2 separate regions of the Gossypium arboreum genome follow, and region 2 is linked to region 1. A link is a contact called in public Hi-C data. All regions are on one chromosome and are shown on one strand. The core of a region is the stretch at or near the end of the contact, and the rest is flanking DNA. Distances in the headings are between cores, read along the strand shown.

Region 1 (4,444 bases), core at 1,205-3,704:
TAAATAGGGGTTGTTTATCCGTCTTTAAATCATCCCAAACTTGTCATATTCTTCATAAGGTAACTTTTTTCCTCTCCTTATTTATAATGTTTCACTTGTATCTTTTGTAATAAAATATATTTGGTAGTGTCCGGAGACACAGGCATAATTTTTCAAACCTCATTAAATTTCTGGTGTTCTTTATTGCTTTTATTTTTCTTTCAATATTTTGTAAGGTATAAGTGTAGTGATATATTGTGCTATTAAATTACATTGTAGGGAAATTTTGTCTAGAATGTTGGATTTTAAAAGGGATCATTTGCGATCCCTCCAATCTTTTCCGGGAATTAAACCTAGTGTTGTTTTTCTAGTATAATAATTTACTCAATTTTACCCTGTTAGCACAACATCGTAAACCGTTGTCTCAATCCAACTTTCAAAAAGTGGCATATACAAATTATATTTGTCATGAATATGAATTTTCGAATGGACACGGAATCTATGTCATATCGATCCAAAATACTATATTAGTAATAAATATTTTATATTTTATTTATTTAAATTATGCATGTTAAGTTTCAAGTAAACTAAAAATATCTAACCATTTGTTTTATATAAAAAGAAGGTAAAAATACCATGATGGCACTTGTACTAGAAATTAGATTGCTTTTTGCCCTTTTTATTAAAAAAATAGTCAAATTAGCCCTTGTACATTAAATGAAAGAGCAAACTAATACTTTCCGTTAAAAATTCCATCTTCTACTGTTAAAACTAACTTGGCTAACACAATAGTTAGAAAATCGCACGTGGCGTGCCACATACAGCTCATTTTGATATAGTGACCAATTTTTAACAGTAGAATTGGATGAAAATTTTAAAATAAGCAATTTACTTTTTAATCTAATGTATAAGGATCAATTTACTCATTTTTTAAGTAAAAAGGACAAAATACAATCTAAATCTTAATAGAAGTGCTCCATGCACTTATTTTCATTAACAATTAACCATATGTTTTTCTTTGGAAACATAAAATGTACCGATCTATATCACTCGACTCTTAAGTGTTTTGAGAGAAGTATGCTTCTTTCATGTACGTGTTTGAATGATGTCAGAATATATGTGTTAAATACAAGTATCAAACACAAAGAAGAGGTTGAATTAGGCTGAAAATGTTAGCAATTCAATTAAAAACTATGAGGAAACATGGAAGTATAGCACTGGGATTTGGTACAACCAAATACTCCAAGTTGGAGTGAGGCCCTAGACGTCCAATTGAATCAAAATCTTCACGCGTTCTATCGATGGTATTGCCAATACTCCCTGCAATCACCCTGCAAACAATTACAGCCCTTTTCAACTTCTTCAACTTGAAAGATACCATGTTGTCACACACTTCTTCACTACTCGTACTCAACCTAACCCCATTTTTCCTAGTGAATTCCATGTCAAATCGGGAATGAATAATCCGGCACGCTCGACAGCTCGGGTCTTTGCAGAGCTCCGGCACCGGTTTCGGCTTCCTGCAGCAAGCCATTGTAGTGCCATAGAAAAGTAACAGCTCGTTTCCATCTATGGTGCTCCTTGGATGTCTCTCGTGTTGTTGGTTGGCTTTTTTGATAACTTTTTCTCTGTAATCCTCGAACCTTTTGAGAACTTCAATGGAGTTCTTCACTTTTAGTACCCTTTTGATCTTCCATGATGGCTTTGACTTTGAGGGATCCATTGACGCTCTTTGAAAAATCAACTCAATTATGTTCCTTGATGGGTCACCAACATTGAGCTCTGATAGGAAAGAAAACTTGCATTGCAGAGTTAGATTGCATGCAGAATATGTAGCAACTATTTCTAATAGCAGAGCCAGAAACCATGTTGAAGACTTAGACAAAAGATGGAAGCCATTAAAGGAACACAGGGTGAAGCAAAAGTGAGCAAAAAGAAGAGAAAAGACATACCACAAAACTGAGTTTTAGGATGGATTGGTCTAAAAAGTGCTTCTCGAAAGGGGTTTCTGAGTTGATGAACAAGCTCTTTCTCTGGGTTCTGGGTTCTTGAATTCCCACAGTTTTTTTCTGGTCTTCCAACCACATCACTCAGCTTAGCTACACAGTTGACATTCTCCTTCAAAGAAACCCAAACTGCCAGCATTTCTCCCATTGTTTTCCCTCTCTCTGACATGGATACTTTACAACTTGTCAAGGGAAGGCAATGGGAGACACTTTTTTCTGACTTACACTTGTTCCACATTATATTATTCGGATCCGGATAATACCCTTACTTTCACAAGTTTAAACAGCCTATCATATCCTTAAATTGAAGGGTTGAAAATATATATAAATTACAGACATTGAAATTCAAACCCTGAAATAACCGATTAAACTAAGTTACAGATTCTATACGTTGTAATCATTGCCAATCACAGTCCCTGCAAAAAACGTGGCAGTTTAATCTCATGTCAGTTTGATGTATTGTTTAGACATGGTAAAAAATTGATGGGTTCAAGTGGAGATATGGGTCACAACGTGGCTACATTCTTATACCATCCCTGCCCAAAACAAAGACAAAATGGGAGACTTTAAAGGGTTTTGGATTCTATCAACAGTGCATTTATAGTGTCTACCCTACTCAAGTTCAAAACAAGACTGCAAGCTAAGGCTACCTAATATAAAAAACTATAAATATCTGTTCAATTCAAAATATTACCATCATAAGCATAGCGACCAACTTCTATAATTCTCTTTATATAATTTTTCAACCTATTTGGAAGATTAAACCTTCAAATATGTCGAGAATGAATAAGGAAATCTCGAGTAAAACTTAATACAAAAAAAAAATTCTTGAAGTGTGCTGTAAAGCAGTTTCAAACCAGAAATTCATCCATACCAGTGAGATAACAAATTAGACACTTTATGAAAGATTTGACTCTAGTCTAGAATGTGACAAAATACTAAGCATGTTTTCTTTTGTTCTTCTAAAAGGTTCTTTTCAAATGGTTCACAATTCACATGCAACAAGAACAAAAGTAGTTGTTAATGCATTCCAAACAAAGAGAAATTATAGCTTATTTTGTACTTTTATACCCCAGTACCGAGAACAAGTTGTCTGCAATTGAATCTCACCCTTCAATCAACAATCATTATGTCCAAGATCTAACCTTGGATTCTTCACATGTTTGGTCAATCATTTGCCTATGTCTCAAGCAAGCCTCCAGCAATCATTTTTTTTCTCTGGATAATGTTTGAAAAATAATCCATCAAAATGTCTAGTAAAGATTTGATTTGAGGCACGGTATCTGAGAGGCAATGGTCAAGAAAAACACAGGTATACATTGTATAAATCACAAGTTATCTATCTAAGAAGTTGAAGACAAAATGGATAAACATGTTTCTTACAATTTCTATTTCAAGAACTTGTTTTACAACACTTCTCTGTAAGAAAATAATACATATACCAGTTCCACATTAGTACAAACACCAAAGTTAATACAATGACTGATTTGCAGCAGAAGGTAGTTTGTACGCCAGTTAACAAGATCAGCTCAGACAGTAAACCAATATTTATATATATAGGGAGAGAGAGTGAGAACAAGACATATTTTCAGAATAATATTTCTACTTTTCTTTTACCAGCCAAAAAGATGGAAAAAAGAAATACTGTTCATGTTTTATTGCTTGTCACCTTCATTGTTAACAGATTTATGGACCTGTCAGTATTCTTCCCATGGTCTGGGAATATGCATAAGAATGATTTAGTGGTGTAATGTCAACAGTGAGACCTTCACTCGGAGCTTCTCTAGATCCATACTGGTTCATGCCACCATTAGGAACACCATAGTATGCTGTCATTGGAGTCACTTGATGTAGTTTGAAACTAGAACCACCAGTCTGATGGTGGCTTTGGACCACTTCAGAATGCAATTGCTGATGCTCGTTCGAACTATTCTCGGGAGCAGGGCTAATCCCAACACCAAGATCAAGGCTAATGGCATCATTTTCTTCTGATCTAATCCTTGATAGTGCATTTACAGTTACTGGTCCGGCTATATCATGGCTACTGGTCTTTGCAGTAGGGACATCGTGATTGTGTTTTCCCTCATACGTGGTTATAACTGCTTTCGGATCATGAGATGCCCTCTCAATGTGTTTTCTAACAGGGCAACCAGCACTTGTGCACTTATAATAACTCCTACATAAAAAGTAAGCAGAAAATAAAATATGATCAAATAATGTAATAGACCATAATCAAAGAATTCGGTCAACAGTATCATAAACTGAATAGAAGATCCTAAAGTATGTGCCTCTAAGTCTGCAAGAATTGGACCTATAAGCAAAACAACAAAACACAAATATCGCTTAGCATAAAGAGAATTGAAGATCCATACATATATCCATTGTCTTCTCTAATTTATGACGAAGCACTTCGGAATTTTATGCCGACCAATATAGTGTTTTAAGAACTATATGTCGAA
Region 2 (4,091 bases), core at 1,469-3,968, 270 kb after region 1:
TCAAAACTTTCTTTTCTTTCAAATTAATTTAGTTTCTTAATAAAAGACCATATTTTCAAATAAATAATGTTATCTTTACCAAACTTAATTTATATATTTTATCAAATTTAGGTCTAGTTGTTATTGTTACTTTAAATTTTCTTTTATAAAATTTGTAAAATAAACAAACTAAATTTCTTGAAATTAAATTACAAATGCATGCTTTAACCTATTTAATATAATGATTTTCATTATTTGACTAATTACAATCAATTTCTTTTTTCATTTATGGGTGAGAAGAGTTGAAGATGAATTCAGATCCTTCTATCCACTAGTGTACAAATTAATTAAACTTATTTTAAATTTATAAAATAAAGGGTGGCAACAAAAAGATAGGTATAGGCTTTGACCCTTTTGATTTGGTAAAATTCCATATTAAATCCTTATTTTCTATAATGCTCTAATTATTAAAATGATAAAATTTCTGTTTTGCCCTAAAAAATAGAATTCTATTTCGATCCCTCACTATAAAAAAGTTTGAGATTATACCTTCTAATTTCTTTTAACATTTCATTATATCCTAAATGAAACATGTTTTACCTTGAAAATTGCTTGACATGTTTTTGAATGTGAATAAATTGACAATAATTTCTCTACATGATAATAAAATCGTAAGTAAAATAAAATTTCAAGTTAGATTCATTTGATATAGTGTTGAAAAATTCAATCAATTAAAAGTTAATATTTTAAATAACTTAATTTTTAAATACGTTTAATAACCTATGATAATAACTATTGGATAGAATAATTTTAACAAAAAGTATAGAAAATGATAAATAGAGGGACTTATTAACAAAAAGTATAGAAAATGATAAATAGAGGGACTTACTTATCACTTAATATAGAATAAATTAATTATTTTATTGCATTTAATATTATATTATCTTTTATTAAATTTTATTTTCTAATATAACCTCTAGAGCTACCAAATACGAATTAAGTGATAATATTATCAAATTTAATATTATATTATATTTAACCCTTAAATAAGAGGATAATGCATTTCAACGCACTTGAAACCATACGATGCCAATTGAGCTAAAACTCAATCAGCGATGATAAAAACATTTATAACACACTCTAAGCAAATGAATTCATATTATAAGTGTGATACCAAATATAAATTATTGGTGAAAGTATCATAGCCATCCTTATATTATATTTGGATTGCATTTTAGTTTTTCTATTGAAAAATAAGTAAATTGGTCTCCGTACGTTACATGAATGAGCAAATAGTTCATTCGTTAGTTATCCCATAAAATGCTTGTTTTCGTGTTGTATTTATGAGGTACAATTTAGTTTTAACCTTTATAATTTTATTCAATTTGGCCCCTATTGTTTTATTTGAAGCAAATTGGCTCTTAACCTTTCATTGTTGATGTAATACTATTTTATCTTACATGTCATATTAGTAAATAATTTAAAAATATTAAAAAAGAATATATGAATAAAAATTTTTATTTCAAAATTATGGAAAACTCTTCAAAATGAAAAAAATGAAAACATAAAAATTTCAAAAAATTATACAAGTATTTTAATGAATTTGGGTATATTTTAAGAGATTTTTTTCATAATTTTCGGAATTATAATACCGTGTCAGTAATGAAAATTTTGAAGGTTAATTTTCTCTAAATAAAAAGAGTAGAGACCAAATTGAATAAAAATGTAAAGATCAAGAACTAAAATTACTATTATCTCTTAAACACAAAACACCAAAATAAGTATTTGAAGGAAGAATTATTTTACTCTCTTCAATAAAAAGAACTAAAATTCAATCTGAAATATAGTTAAGGGACCCTGTAGTACTTTTAACCGAACCCCATTTGGTTTTCTTTTGATAATACGGTTTATTTGTTTTATTGAAAATTACTTCTGAAAATAATTTTTAAAAATAATTTATTTTTTGAAAAATTTAATATTTTCTAGTGTTTTGGATGAATTTATATAAAATATTTTTGTTGTTTGACAAATTTCTTAGAAATATTTTATAAAAGCTATTTTCAATGAAATAAACATTCATATAGGATTTTCATCTTTTTATTATTTAATTGAATTTATTTTATATCTATAAATTTTATATTTTACATTGTTTTTGCATATATTAAAAATATTTTGTTAAATTTAGATTCATTATAATGTCATTTTTAGTTGTATGACTATCAAGTGAGTATTTTTATTTAAAAATGTGACATTAACAAAATTAACAAAAAAATTTAACAATGTCAATAATTGGACTTGATTTTCAAATTTGAAAAATAGAGGAACTAAATTCTTAAAAACAAAATTATAGAGACTAAATTATAAATTTATGAAGAATATATAGACTTATGATATATTTAACCTTTATACTACAAAACATTTATTATTAATATATTATAATTGTAATAAAAATTTATTATTAAAATAAAATTAAAATATTAAATAGTTTATTAAAATAATAAATTATATTATTATATTAATAATTTATTATATGACTAAATATAAATAATTAAATATGTATGTTTAATAATTTATTATTAATATAATAATATTAAGTTTGATATAAGTTAAATTTTGAATAAAATAAAAGAAAAATGTTTATTTTCTATTCATCAAATTGTTTTATTTGAACCAAACACAAAAATATGGAGAAGATATTTTCTTTAAAACGTTTTACAACCGACCCTAAGGAGAAAAGCAAAGGGTATGACCATGAAGGATATTATGGTCATTTGGAGCTAATAAAACACACAGCTAGATCTAAAGATTTAAGAGTTCGAAAACCACAACGGTCATCTCCATCCGCTTCTCACAAACAAAAACTTCCCATCACCCTCTTTCTGCTTCTCTACAAATTCAAATTTAAATTTAAATTCAAATTCGAAGCCGTCCCTCACTCTCTCTCTTTCTCAGAGATCTCAAATCTTTCTTCTTCTTCTTCTCTATACCTTCTTCTTTTTTCTGAAAACTCCCAAAATACGAGAGTGAAAACAATGAAATCAACTGCAGAAGCCGCCGTTGCCGAGAATGGCCGGTTTTTGGGAAGCATTTCGACTTCTTCGCTTCGAAATCTGCTTCCTAAATCAAAACTTAAGAAAAGCATCAAGAAATCCAACTCTGAAAACAGTCCTCCACCAGATCCCAACATTATTCAAATAAATAATTCTGCTCAGTTTTCCCCCAAATCTCCACTCTCCAAATCGCTTACTTCTGACTCCTTCGTGAACCCATCTGACGCTCATCCCCAAATTCCGCTTTCTATGGACTCTTCCGTCAAGGTATAGTTAAACAACATCAGTATTTCCTTCTTCTTATTATTATTTTAAAAAAAAATGATATATGTTGAACCATTGTTTGGAATTTAAGCAGAAAGATATGGTTGAATCCGAAGAACAAAATGGAGATTTGACGAATTTAGATCCATCCGTCAAGGTAAACGCAATTTCAGTGCAACACAGTTCTCATAATTTTAAAGCTTTTAGCATATTTCTAAACAAGGTTTTGAACTTCTTCTGGGTTTTTTCAATCTTTAGCAAAGTTGAAAACCGAACTTGCTTTTTAAGTTTGACTCAATTTTCATATTTTTTTGTGAACAAATAGGTGGTAGTGAGAATTAGACCCATAAATGGTCAAGAAAAAGAAGTGGATCGAACAGTGACGAAGGTTTCTTCAGATTCTTTATCAGTCGGTGGCCGCAAATTCACATTCGATTCTGTTCTTGATGCAAATTCCAGTCAGGTTAGTCAGCAGAATCAATTTTTATATCTTCATTTATATTTTTCCTTTTTAGAAAAAAAGGGTGTGTTGACTCATAATAAACTGTATTTTTTTGGTGGCTACCAGGAGAATGTCTTTCAACTAATTGGTGTTCCTTTGGTTAAAAATGCATTAGCTGGTTACAACACTTCAGTTTTGTCGTATGGACAGGTACTCTTTAGAATATATAAATATATTTTAAGCTCTTTATCTGTTTGATGAGCATTCATAACAATAAAATTTGACGGTGAGTTGTGTATAAAGTAACCATGGTTTATGCAAAATTACTTGTCAATAGACTGGAAGTGGAAAGACTT

What was found. Hi-C and Micro-C count contacts between places; a contact is called where the count stands out from the background.
Region 2: a Hi-C map of leaf shows a contact between it and region 1, with 2.6 times the contacts expected there. The contact joins the promoter of LOC108464288 here to the promoter of LOC108464192 in region 1. A contact is called at or near these places in 2 of 5 Hi-C or Micro-C datasets (both in leaf).

The regions. Positions count from the first base shown.
Region 1 is chr13:110,170,538-110,174,981 of ASM2569848v2, forward strand. LOC108464192 reads right to left here and starts at 2,455. Exons shown (of 2, transcript XM_017764347.2): 1 at 1,932-2,455; 2 at 942-1,761. The coding sequence starts at 2,223. The coding sequence ends at 1,160. It overlaps LOC108464191 (probable WRKY transcription factor 20), which reads right to left. Exons shown (of 6, transcript XM_017764346.2): 6 at 3,349-4,161. The coding sequence ends at 3,672.
Region 2 is chr13:110,445,017-110,449,107 of ASM2569848v2, forward strand. LOC108464288 (kinesin-like protein KIN-12F) reads left to right here and starts at 2,719. Exons shown (of 16, transcript XM_017764502.2): 1 at 2,719-3,296; 2 at 3,388-3,450; 3 at 3,619-3,756; 4 at 3,862-3,945; 5 at 4,073-4,091. The coding sequence starts at 3,012.